Linked DNA regions of Mus musculus: region 1 is linked to region 2. A link is a contact called in public HiChIP or PLAC-seq data. All regions are on one chromosome and are shown on one strand. Each heading gives the region's core, a stretch centred on a gene start, on an enhancer-like site or on the middle of the called end of the contact. The rest is flanking DNA. Distances are from core to core; before and after follow the strand shown.

Region 1 (6,820 bases), core at 2,844-5,343, 300 kb before region 2:
ATAGTCCTGGGCATTTGGATACTGGGCTCCTTGGTTGATGGTGCTGTTTGGGAGATTTAAGCCCTACTAGAGGAAGTACATCACTGGAGGTAAGCATTGAAAAGTTTAAAGACTTCTGACCCTTTCAGATAGCTCTCTGCTTGTGCTTTTGGCTTAAGAAGTGAGCTCCTAGTTTGTTTCTCTAGCAGCCAGTGCTTTTCTGTGGTCAAGCTACCCTGCCTTGACAGTCTCCTGTTCCTCTGAGGTGTTAAGCCCAAATAAAGGTTTCTGTCTGTAAGCTGACTAAGCTACGACATTTTATCAGAATAACAGAAAGGTAACTAGCATAGCCTATAAAGTTTGATTAAAAATATCAAATGTTAATTCATTCTTTTAGAAATGAACATTTAGGAAAAAATGTAAAAGACATTCTTTTTTCTGTTCTTTACATGAAAACTAGAACTCCTGCCAGATATAAAAAAGTAGCAAGAGTGGATTCATAAGGGCAACTCAGAGAATTCAGATCCACGTTTAGCTCAGGTCCTGAGAATTCTGGAAGTGACCAGAGCACAGTCTCCCTTCTTCTTACATGAAAATGCAGGGCTTTGCTGGGCTTTCCTAAAGACCGCCTTGTTCTCCCTTCCTTATGGTGTGCTTCTTTTGCATAACACTTTTCTGTAGCTTCCATTTCAGCATTATTACATGGATATGTATTTTTTTTTTCTGTTCCTAAGTCCATAAAATCTTAGTCCTTGTCTTGATTATCATTCAGGCTACCCAGGTCCCCATTTGCTCCAATAATCCGTGTCCAGCGTTTGGAGTCACATGATGTCCAGAGTGGCCCCTTCTGGGGTAGGAATGAGATTTATTTTCCATGAGTTAACATGGGGCAGGAAGGGCATTTGCTTATGAGTCATTAAGTAAATAAAAGCATTTAAATCTAAGACACATACTTCTGTCTCCTACTGATTTTTCTTTAACTCAGCCATCTTTCCACCTTCATTTATTGAGGCACAATATGCATAGACTAGTGACGATTCCTGTGAACTTTGAATAATATGTTGTTGTGCTGTCATTACAGGTGATCAAGACAGAAAATTCGTAACTAAACATTTTTTCAAAGTCACATATTTTATATATCCCTCCTTGCACTTTTAAGACAGAAGCCAACACTTTAGTACAATATATTTAGTATATTATTACCTTAAACAAAGAACAACAGCAACAACAAAATCTGGGCTGGCAAGATGGCTCAGCCAGGAAAGGTGCTTGCCACTAAGCACCGTGAACTGACTTCTATATCTCTAACCCTGGGCAACATGGTAGAAGAAAAGAATTGACTGCCACATATACATGTCCTTTGCCCTCCACATATATGCACTAGGCCACATTTAGTCACATGTAAGCATCTAGATAAAGAAATAAAATTGTTAGAAATAAGAACCCGAGGCAGGTGGATTTCTGAGTTCGAGGCCAGCCTGGTCTACAAAGTGAGTTCCAGGACAGTCAGGGCTATACAGAGAAACCCTGTCTCGAAAAAACAAAACAAAACAAAAAACAAAAGAAAGAAAGAAAAAAGAAAGAAAGAAAGAAAGAAAGAAAGAAAGAGAAAGAGAAAGAAAGAGAGAAAGACAGAAAGAAAGAGAGAAAGAGAGAAAGACAGACAGAAAGAAAGAAAGAAAGGAAGAAAGAAAGAAAGAAAGAAAGAAAGAAAGAAAGAAAGAAAGAAAGACCTTCCCTTAAATAGTAGCATGAATCTTATATACATGGGTGATTATAAGAAACTAGATGATATTTCTTCTCCCCATTGCCTGGTCACATGATCATTTAAGTAACAGGCACGGACTTCATGAAACAGGTAATGTGTGAAAGAGCAGTGATGCCCAGGAATCACAGCGATTTCGCTTACCTGCTACCCAGGTAAAATGTCGCTTTTACTGTATTTACAGTATACACAGTAGGCAGTGTTAGAAGCTCAGACAGTCTCTGAATCCAGCCCCTACTGCTTGACAAATATGTGCTATTCCATGGCACTCTGCCAGTGGAAATGCCCGGGTGATAATCAGAGGTCACAGCTTTATTTAACACAGTCACACACACCGAATGGGAGGAGACAGACTGTCCTCCCGTGACTGTTCAGCAGCCCTCTGGAGTCCAATCTTGCCTTTAAAAGGTGGGGCTCACCAAGTGGCTTAAAACAGGTCTCATCTTTCATCAAGGGCTTCTAATTTTAAATTGCTGCATGCTAAATTTTCTCTGAACTGTCACCTTGAAGCTCCACCCACTTCGTTCGGATGAACCACTGGTTTTTGATGAGAATTTCCCAGGGCTGTGACTTCCCTGTGTACACTCTGATATGCAGCCTGCACAGGATGCACAGCAATGAGAACGGAATCATCAGCCGAATAAAAGCCTCCATTATCAAGTTTTGGTAGGTTTCATGTAAGAAATTAATCTAAAATATTCTAATATAACTGATACTGCTCTCGGTGATAAAAATAATTCCCTTAGAGAAATTAAAATCAGAATAAATAATTTCCTGGAATAACAAGCAAGAATTCTTCTTTAATGCTACTGTGAAATGCCCTGTAGTGGCATTATGATGAGACAAAACCCACAATAGGTGACATCACACTCATTTACATCTATAAAGGAAACTCATCTCCTTTACAGAGTAGGATTCTCCTGATAACTTTTCCCGGATCCAACATTCTCTAGGAACACTGCCAGCAGGAAAACCCAACCTATTAGCTGCTGTTGAAAGCACTCATGGTTTGAAATGGGACCACTTGGGGATAAAGAATGCAATTTTCGTTTTTATTACTACCGTTAAATGCATATAAAACAAGGGCACAGACAAAATGCACTGACAAAAGCAGGTATCTAACTTGTTTCTTGGTATTTATGTTACCTGGACATGTCCTTTATTCCTACCACGTGCTAATACACGTGGACTAAAGATGGGCATGACAGACTGAGTTAGGGGACTCACACAGGGCGACTGTGTAAGTTGGAGGTCTGGAGAGGACAGAGGACAGATGTTCCTGGGCTTCTTCCCGGGTCCTGATGATCAGGGCAGAAAATCCTGTATAGGCATGTGCTTTTATAACAAGCCTCCTAATTCTGATGAAGCAGCGAAAGGGTGAGTAAGCAAAGAGCCTACTTATTCTCATCTAATGAAAGCAAATCTTGACTGTCACTGTTGCTCCATCCATAGAAATGCATGCATACTTCAAGACCAGTCATGAGCACTGTGGTTTATTAGGTACTAGTTAGGAAGGTGTTTTTCATCCTCTAGACTCCCTGATCTCTTTCAGCTTACCCCCAGTTGCTTCATCATACACAATTGCATCCGCTCCCACCCCTTCTTCTCTGAAACAGTATGATAGGAAAGAAGTCGATACAATTCAAAACTGTGTTTGTTTCCATAGAACTCAGAATTTTTAAACTACAGTAACACTTATCAAGTGCTATTCTCCCTCAAATACTTCTTTGGCAAAGTTTACACCAACAGAGCTATTTAATTCTTCTGGACAATGTGTGATATTGTTATTTTGGTCAAAACAATCAACAAAATTAAGGTTCCAAGAAGCAAAGCAGACTGCTCAAAATTGGAGTAGAAGTAATCGGCAGAAGGGCAGGTCAAACCTACACACTTGATTTCAGGGCTCTGCCTCCTGCTTTACAGCCACAGCACTGGTTCCATATGAATAACAACTGAAGTGGAAAAAGCCACATTAGCATACACAAACAGAATCAAACAAAAGCTGATAGTTACCCCAGACCATACCAGGGGAGGCCTCCTCATATCCTTCCTATTCTATGCTGGGCTGATTTCCCCCTCTAATGTTTCCTCTCTAGTCTCCTAGTTTCTCTTTCTTGCTTTTGCTTCTGGTTTAACTAAGGATTTGTAGCCAAAGGGACTATGTGTGGCTTATGGAGGAAAGCAAGAGGTTCCTTGACAGGATTTTGGCCATCTCAGAGAAACACACAACATGGGGGATGGGGGTGGAGGAGCTTTCTCTCCTAGGGGAAGCAGTGATGGCTCAGTCGCTAATTCCAGAGCCTGCTGAGGCTGGACTCATAGGTGAGTCACTCTCTCTCTCCTTGTCCAAGCAGGACTCAGCAGATGCTGTCCTTGCTCATCGCCTCACTTTGGCCAATGATACAGCTCCAGACTGTACCAGTTATTTTGAACAACTCCCAGTTAAATCTGATGTGTTCATTTACTAATCACCTGACAGTTTTCCATTCCAAGGCAAAATAAAATAAATTAAATAGTTTGCTTGTTCGTTATCTATGGATTAACACCAAGCACTGTTTGAATTTAAAAACTCAAAAATTGAGTAATACATAGGCAATAATAAAAAGATTATATTTTGTTATAATTAAACATGTTACTTAAGGCTTGAAGATGCACTTCTAGAGTGATCTTTTTCCCCATAAACATCACTCTTTGTTCCACTCAAGCCTTTTGCATATTCATTTGTATATACACACAAAGAACCTTTACATTTACAAACATATATATATTATGGGATGCATGTATATAAATCATATATAGACTTTGCATATGATAAAACATACCCTGTTATTAATAGAATTCATAGATGTTATATAATTTCATAATGTTTTTAATATTGCTGTATGCATCTATGGTGGTTTGAATAGTAATGTTCCCTCCCAATAGGCTCATATACTTGAATGTTTGGTCATTTGAATGTTTGTTGGTGCTACTTGAGAGGAATTAGGGGTGTGGCCTTGTTGGAGTAGGCGTGGCCTTGTTGGAGGAAGTGTGTCACTGGAGGGTGGGCTTCTGGGTTTCCAAAGCTCAAGCCTGGCCTACAGTTTCTCTTCCTTTCCTACTGCCTGCAGGTTAAAAGTTTAACTCTCAATGTCTCCAGAACTATGTCTGTTACATGCTGCCATGCTCCCTGCCATGAAGATGATGAAGAAAACCTCTAAAATTGTAAGCCAGCCCTAATTCAATGATTTCTTTTACAAGCATTGCTATGGTCGTGGCATCTCTTTGCAGCAATAGAACAGTGACTATGACAACATCTTCAGTCCTTTCAAACTTCAGCACAGAAAGCCATGAATGGCTCACAAGACAGTTAGGTGAGTAAAGGCAGTAGTGTTCAAGGCTGATGCACTAAGTTTGGTTCTTGGGATCCACAGGATAGAAGGAGAGAATTAGTTCCTCCAAGTAGTCCGCTAACCAGCACACACGAACTCCCAACCACTCTGTCACACAGACATGAATGTATGAATAAATAAATGTAATTTTTTTTTTTTTTTGGTTTTTCGAGACAGGGTTTCTCTGTGTAGCCCTGGCTGTCCTGGAACTCACTCTGTAGACCAGGCTGGCCTAGAACTCAGAAATCCGCATGCCTCTGCCTCCTGAGTGCTGGGATTAAAGGCGTGCGCCATCACACCCGGCTAAATGTAATATTTTTAAAGGCAATAAGGAGAAGAAAATCCATCCAGCAGAAATCCATGGAATTATTTGAGTTCCTATGATAATGACTGAACTAAAAATGCTAAGCTTTGGCTTTATAATACACTTCAGCATAAAGACCATCACCCAGGAAAAATAGTAACAATTACCAATTTTTATTGGTAAAGGTAACTTTTAAATATTGTTTCTCATATTAGAAAAGAAGGTTTGATGTTTCGATCAAGTCTGATAACCAGCACCCATCATTCCCTGTTCTGATTCTCCATTTTGGCAATTCCATTTTCTTCTCTTCCAAGGTAGTTTTGTTCTTGGCTTGTTTTCTGGCATCCTCTCATCTTCTGTAGTGGATTTGGATCTTTTACCTATTTGAATTTCATTTCTGCTGAGCTAACTGCTCTCCATTTCTCCATTGCAAGCCATTTCCCCCTACTCTTGTCCCATGTGGCCTACCCTGCTTAAGTAGCGCACTTCTAGATCAATGGGCTGACAATTAATTCCTCTGGTCACATTAATTGGTTCAAAGAGGGAAAAATACAAGTCACATTTAATATGACTGTTGGTAGTCACTGCACATAGACTCTGGAGTGAGACTTACTGCTGTGTGGTAAGGATCTTTGAAGAGCTGGGGAAAGAGAAACCATGATCAGAATATATTGTATGGAAAAAAAGCATTTTCAAAAAGAGCTCTAATCGCTAAATTGCAGGAGGCATGTGATGAACAGCTATACTGATAAACAGAGAAAGCATATGGGTCCAGCTAAACTTCAGTAGCCTATCATTGGGTGTTGAGATCAAGTATATTTATGAATATTTCAATTACTTAAGAGAATATATATATTTTAACGCAACAGCCTAGGTTGTGAGGCTCAGTTTATCTCTTCTTTCCCCAAGATTAGGGTGAGTCAGTTGGATTTTGTTTGGATAACCTAGGGTTCCCCACCTAATTCAATAAATAAGTTTTCTGGATTTTGTTTGAATAACCTAGGGTTCCCCACCTAATTCAATAAATAAGTTTTCTCCAGTACTAATGACTGAAGGTCTGTAACAACATCAAGTGGTTACAGAAAACTTCCTTGAACATTTGCATGTGAACCAAACATAAGGATGAAATTGAAGTGGAATGTCCATTGGTAACAAAACAAAACAAACAAAGAAAAGCAAAAGAAATGGCAGCACTGTGGTGGCCCACAGCACATGTGTGTCAAACTCAAGTAAGTCTAACTACTTCTAAGGTGACCTCAGGCATATAAGCCACTTCTTCTGTCTCAAGCTCTCCAACATAGATCAGAATTACCCCAACATTATAGAGTTATTATAAACAACAAAATCGACAATTATAATAGTTTGGGAAAGAGTAGTCATTATTAACTATCCAGCAAATGC
Region 2 (7,004 bases), core at 2,356-4,855:
CTGGGAGGGGCTTTGAGGTTTAAATGCTCACCGCTGCCCAGCCCCTTTCTGCCTCCAACTTGTAGATATAATATAAGCTTCAGCTACTTCTCCAGCACCATGCCTGCCTGCCTGTTCCTGTGTTCCCTGCCATAACAGTAATGGAGTGACCCTTGAAATTGTAAATGGACCCCCAATGAAACGCTTTCTTATATGAGTTGCCTTCGTCACAGAGTCTCTTCATTGCAATAGAACTGTAACTGAACCGTCATCCTTTTATAGTTTAGTTAAGTGCATTTGGACATCCTGGGCTATATGAGACCTTGTTTAAAAGTAAAAAGGAAGGCCGGACGTGGTGGCACACACGTAATCTTTATGTCTTTTATATGAGTTTTCTGTTCAGCACCTAACTAACCTGTTCTTGTTTGATTTTGTTTTTTTATTTATTGAGTACTTATTTGGCTAGAAAGTCCTTGGCTAGAAAGTAACCTACAAAAAGGCAAACCATTGTAAACAGCTGTTAAATAAATGAATATTGTGATGTGTTTTTTAAACCCTTAAGAAACAAAATAGCTACTGGCTTATCATGTGCGGATTTGTTTGCTGGGTTAGGCAATTTCTTCCTGTCAGCTACTACACAGTCACAATTTACATACTTATGAGTATTACAAAGAAGAAGAACCAATCCTGAAGGCAAATTCCTTGGAGAATCAAAATGTAAAATATATTAACTATAATTATTCAACTTTCTGTGGCACAGCTTTCCAGTTAAGATTTTTAATGGAATCTTGATCAAGAAAATTATAATATTCATCAATATTTAGGAAAGTGAGAAATGTGAGTATATTCATAAATACAGATGAAATGAGTTTTTGCAGCAGACTAGACAGGTAAGAGCTCTGTGGTTCCAGACTGTAAAGTTCTTCATACAAAACTGTTTTGTAATTTTTGTTTGTTTGTTTGAAGACACCATTCTTAATCTCCATTCCCATCCTGTCCAAATAGCCACCTCCACAAATTATTTCCTGGCAAAGCGAGTGGGGATTTCTAGGGTCATCCTCAAGAAAGGATCAGAAGTCCTAAATGACCTAGTTTATTCTTGAGAAAGCCAAAGGCAGCAGAGAAATGCATCCGGAGCCTTAGCCAGAAGGGAACAGGCAATGGGGTACAGAGCTGGAGTAGGTTAGAAGGTGCATCCCTTCTGAGCCATCTGGGGATGCACAGTGATTTGTTGAGAGTGCTTGGGAAACAATTTTGTTCATTCTTTTAAATTTCCAAAGAGTGAGACACTGAGCCTTTTCTTCATTAGCCCACCCAGGACCATGGGCAAAGGGCAGGAGGGAGACTTATTGGGAAAAGAAGTTCTGTGGGAGTGGGTAGGGTGATCAGAATACATTGCCTACATAGACAAACCCTACAAAGAATAAATAAATGTATTTTCAAAGTAGCAACAGATAATTCTAGAGCCATTTCCTGTCAGGAAACTTTTGGCTTATATTCAGTATTAAGAATTTATGGTTATTTATGGAGAACAAATAATCCCACCACAATAGGTAACTGGGCTCCCATATGGGTTAGAATTCACAATCTTAATTTACCTCTTTGATCCTTTTTTGGTCCCTCTGCCATTAAGGAACATATAGAAAATTGCATGGTAAGATTCTATGCTTGTAGTAGCAATTTTACATTCTGCCAGAATCCTAGTCCAATATAATGAATTATAAAGAAGAATTTTTATGATAAAATAAATGGCAAAAGGCTATGTAGAAATTCTCATCTCTTGTAATTATAATGCCAAGTGGGCTTTGAAAAAGTATGCATTAGTTAATGTTTTAATGTTTTTGTTTCTTTTTGTTTTTCTCCCAGGGTCTCTATAATCCTGTCTGGCCTGAAAATTGCTATATAGACTAGGCAGGTTTTGAACTCAGGGAGATCCACTGGCCTCTACTTCCCAAGTTATGGGATTAAAGGTGTGCACCAACATGTGTGGATCAACCAAGGATTTTTAAAAAACCTATTGTTCTTCTAAATAGCTGTACTATAACAAAACCTTATATTATGGAAGTCACAACACCATTTTGCATTCTACCAAGAAAGGCCTGTATTGACACTGTTTCTATAAGACAAAACTTCAGGAAATGCTATATAGCAAAATGGAGCATTACTCTTTAGAAACAAAAATAGTAAAATTAAGCATTTTTTTACTCATCTGGCCCATTTTAGTGCAGTTTCAGCGCTAGCTCGAAGATGCATCCACGGGTTCTCAGAACCACAGAGGGCAGCCTCTGTTTTCTTATATTTGCATGGTAAATGATGCAGGCCCTGCCCAACTCCTCCATCACCCCTGTCTGATGGTGGCTCTTAACCACAGTTCCTGCTGCCTGTGGCTCTTCAAGTGTGGCTTCATGCCTTCTGCATTAAGAGAGAACATGGCCAAGAAAGCTTCATGCCAGGACACTTGCAGCTCCATGGCCCTGTGATTAGCTCCATCATCAGAGCATCATCCTTTAATCCTCTCATGTTCCACAGCAGATCTTAAACTAGGCCTCATATAATCTGTATGTTCCATTTCTATTTTTCCCCTACTCTGTACTATATAAAAGAGCAGGGTCATCATAGATATTATTTATCAATAACAGGACACTGTTCTCAGTGCAGTGACCACATGGGGAGAAATCTCTTCATTTGCAAAATCTTTATTTATGACTATGTTAGTACACTACCTCTTCTAGTGCCTATTTGCAAAGATAGTTGCCTGTTTTTAGGCAAATTATGTATATATTCATAATCATAAGTTCAAGTTTAGCCTGGGCACCTAAAAACAATAAAAAGATTTTTATTTGTCAAAATGAATAATATGATTATTTCTGGATGTCTAAAAATTAAATCAGGAAAGCCACACTAATGCCATAAAATAAATCACTTTAATAATTAACATACATAAATAGTTTATGTTGGAGACAGTAAAGTCAAATCAACTCTGTATAACAACAAATTTACAAAATTTAAAAAATATATTCATCTTCTAACATCTAAATAATGGTAAAATATGATGGCTGTAATTTTTCTGAATGAGTTTCCTCTTATATTTTATGAACAAAAATTTTACAGTAACTTATGGTATTACATAACTTAGTAACCTTAAAGAATTGAAATAAAATTCTAACGTAGAACCTAAAAATAAAATAATTAAAATCACTTGTGTAACTCTTTTGAGAAATAAATTAGGCACTTTATATTGAAATTCTTGTTCTATCAAAGTGTTTGGGACGTAGTTACATTCATTTCTGGCAATGTTCAGACACTATCTGCCGTTTCTTTAAGCAGGATAAGATGAGATACAAGCTGTCCACGAAGAGAAGCAGCTTTTTCTCAGAGAACAGGAGACTGCAATACAAAATAGAATTAGCTTAAAAGCCCAAGTTTCATGTGATACATACTATTTTTTTTTTTATTTAGAAGTACAGCTTTTAGACCTTTGAGAGGATACAACCTCTGACGGCATCAAAAGTCATCTTTTTATCATGTTACCCTGTAATTACCCTGCACTCAAGTACACGGTGGGTCACAGTTCCTCTCGTGATTCAAGGGATTCAAAGCATTCTGTTTGGTCAACTCACTCATGATTCATCACGGTTTACACAGACTAGGGATAAATAAATAACTGTGTCCTCCTCCCTGTGTGGCCTGCAGAAGCATAGCCTTTGGCACACAGGAGGGTAGTTTTGTCCATGTGGTAGCCAGGTACCAGAAGTCTCTGGCACAGAGCAATGTGAAAACAAGCCCGAGGCGGTTGGCCGAGGTATTTCTGAGCCAATTTCTTTGAATTACCTAGAAACCAGGCAGTCTAAGTTTAACCAAGGCAGAAAGTTTTGCATTTAGCCAGTGGCAACACTTGGGTGGCATTTTATTGAGGAGTGAGCTGCCAACTGCTTCCTCATCCTTGCCTTACTTTTTTTCTTTTGCATTTTCTTAGCCTTGGTTTTGTTTGACTTCTTTTTCTTGTTTTCCTCTTTATACCACGGACCCCAGACTCCTCCGTTGAGCCTAGGGTTGCTTCTGGGATCCTTCGGGGGGTACCTGACAGGCACGGCAGTCTTGTTGAATTGTGACAGTCTCCGCAGCAGCTTCTTCACGATGCCTGGATACCTGCTGGATAGGTCCACCCTCTCATACGGATCAGCCGTGATGTTGAAAAGCCAGATACTCTTGCCAGTTGACAAGGTAATCCTTTCATTGTGCCACCGGTTTGGGCCCAGATTGCTGAAAGCCTGAGGGGGGACCCAGTCACTGTAGCCAGGATTGCCTGTGAGCAGTTTCCAGTGTTGTACCCGGATGGCCGACTGGATTGCAGTGTTCCAGATCCCATAGCCTGCTGCCCAGGAGCCATTTTTCGCCTTGGTGTAAATGGGGTCAATGTTGTGCAAAATATCCACTCGGGGTGAACGAAGACCTTCGCTTATGGTCTCCCAGATATCGTATCCATCTAGCTGAATGTCTTCATCAATCTGTCCTTCAGCCAGTGAAATCAAGGTTGGGTACCAATCGGTGATGTGCACAAGTTCCTTACATACCGTTCCCTTGTTTTTTAGAAGTGGGCTATGCACAAAGCCAACTGCCCGGATGCCTCCTTCCCAATATGTTCCTTTGCTGCCTCTGAGTGGCCAGTTACTTCCTCCTGCTGTGGGCTGCCCACCATTATCTGAGGAGTAAATGATAATGCTATTGTTATAGAAACCATACCTCTTTAGGGCCAGGGTCACATTGTGGATTGCTTCATCCAAGCAGGAGAGCATGGCTGCGTACCTCCTCCTGTTTATGTTGATAATGGATCTGTAGTGTTCAAAGTACCTGCCAGGGGCTTGAAGTGGTGAGTGGACAGCTTGGTAAGCCACATATAAAAATAGAGGTTTTGTGGGATCATGGGTGGCTAAGATTTGCTGCACTCTCTGCGTGTACATCTGTGTTGAATAGATGCCATTGTCATAGTCCCAAGCTGCATTGTCGTTTTCGTACAAGTCATAGCCACACACCCCAGGACTGTCACATTTGTAGTGTGTATAATAATCACCACTTCCCAAAAGAGAGCCAAAAAAGGTATCAAATCCTCTCTTGGTGGGCATGCAGTCTTTTCTGTAAAATCCCAAGTGCCACTTCCCAACCATATGGGTTGAATAGCCGACCTCCTTTAGCTTCTGAGGTAGGGTTGCATTGTCCAGAGGTAGACAGTTGGGTTGGGTAGGTCTAATGATAGAATGCTGAAGTCCCGTGTGTATCTGATACCTTTGAGGAAAGAGTAAACATTTTGTCAAGGCAGGATAAAAGAGACATTCTTCATACAAATGATTCTTAAGTTAAATAAAGTTTCTGTCAAGATCAACTCAACCCTAAATTAAATATAATCAATTGAGTAGCTCTATTCTATTTCCAAAGTTTTAAGTGGCTTCATGTTTAACAGTTGAAGAGAATTTTCAATACTTAGGAAAGTAAGATTTACCCCTTATCTCAAAGTCTTTCAAAAATCCTTATAAAATTTAATTAAAATAAATGTAGTGTTTTAATTACATGACAGAGTGCTACTAATATAGAGAATAATTCACAGAATTAGAGCATTCACACTAGCTTCTGAATCATATCCTGAGATTATGTATCTCAAACTAACACCAGTGTTCTAGAACACAGGCAGAAATAAGCAAAAATCCCTGGGGTAGCTTGTCAACCAATATTTCACGCTTCATTCCCCAACCCATTGGATCTCTGTGAAAAAGGAAATGGTTTCTGATGCAGAAACCAAACTCAGTGTCTATAGCTAGAGCAGGAGGTTGTTCTTCTAGTTCCACAGGAAGTAAGAGCACTTCTGTTTGCCAGTGTCTCCCTTCCCCAACCCCCTTCCTCCACCCCATCCCTCAGTAAATTGCTTAGAATGTAGTCTAGGAAAGCAGAGTGACCTTTCTATACTGTATTAAAATGACAAGGAAGCTAATTTCCAGCATTTTCCCTAGACATTTTCCCAAGGGATTACCCCCAGAACCAGTTATTATCATATTAAACATATGGGGTTACTGTGAGTCCACTTGCACCTGTTAATTGATGATACTTGAAAACAGAATTGACTGCAGTTATTGGCTATGTTCAAAATAACTTTTAAAATAGAACACAAACACAAAGGCTATTAAAAAATTTAGGTCAAAAATGAAGGTATTCTTGGACTCAACTAAATTGCAAAAAAGAAAAGTAAGAGAGAAAGCCCAAGCTTGGGCTAGTTCCTTCGCAAGAATTTTATTTCAGTTCTTTAAGGTTACTAAGCACTGTAATACCATAAGTTGCTGTGACATTATGCTTGCTTATAAAACATAATAGGAAACTCACTCAGAAAAATTACGGCCATCATTTTTTTGCCATTATTTGAAAGAAGATGTAAGAAGATGATTATATTTTTAAATTTTTGTAAATTTGTTGTTGTACAGAGCTGATTTGAGTTTATTAATTTTCAAAATAAATTATATATATATATATATATTAGTTATTAAAGTTATTTATTTTATGACTCAGTAAATAAAATGAAGACCTGAGTTTAGAACCTCAGAACACACAAAGGAAAAAAAAGATAATCATGGTGGCCTATATATGTAACCTAGCACTGGTGGGGACAGGCAGATCTCTGGAGCTAGCTGGTGAGAAGTTTGGCTGAATCACGGAGCTACACAAATATGTACACACATAGACCTAGTAGAACACACACACACACACATCCCATAAAATGCTCCCCAAAGCAACAATTGTCCACAGTGATGTCATATGTACTTTGGTGTGTTTCAATGCTTAGTAGGCAGTGCGATGCAAGCGTGAGTTCCTGAGTGTTAAATGCATATGGGTGCTGATGAGGGAGTAGGGCCGGTGCTGACCTCATCTCACTCTGCCAAGCTGCATTTGCATCTGCCGGTCACTCCATTTAGCATTAGCAGTCAGCATTTCACATCAACCTCAGTTGTGGGAACTGAAAATGGAGAAACTCCTAAAGACAT

Evidence for each region. HiChIP or PLAC-seq counts read pairs in DNA pulled down with a chosen protein or histone mark.
Region 1: a contact with region 2 is called in a FOXA1 HiChIP or PLAC-seq map of pancreatic cancer cells. The contact joins two enhancer-like sites.

The regions. Positions count from the first base shown.
Region 1 is chr3:126,741,849-126,748,668 of GRCm38.p6, reverse strand. The region is part of intron 4 of Camk2d (calcium/calmodulin-dependent protein kinase II, delta); the gene reads right to left. Among named protein-coding and RNA genes, the nearest start is that of Gm15551, 76 kb to the right of the region's middle. Within about 2 kb of position 4,093, at least 46 of the 459 cell types and tissues checked have an H3K27ac peak or open chromatin away from gene starts, as enhancers often do. A contact at or near this core is called in pancreatic cancer cells, where this site is marked.
Region 2 is chr3:126,436,257-126,443,260 of GRCm38.p6, reverse strand. It overlaps Arsj (arylsulfatase J), which reads right to left. Exons shown (of 2, transcript NM_173451.3): 2 at 2,887-5,262. The coding sequence ends at 3,858. Among named protein-coding and RNA genes, the nearest start is that of Gm46823, 29 kb to the left of the region's middle. Within about 2 kb of position 3,605, at least 21 of the 459 cell types and tissues checked have an H3K27ac peak or open chromatin away from gene starts, as enhancers often do. A contact at or near this core is called in pancreatic cancer cells, where this site is marked.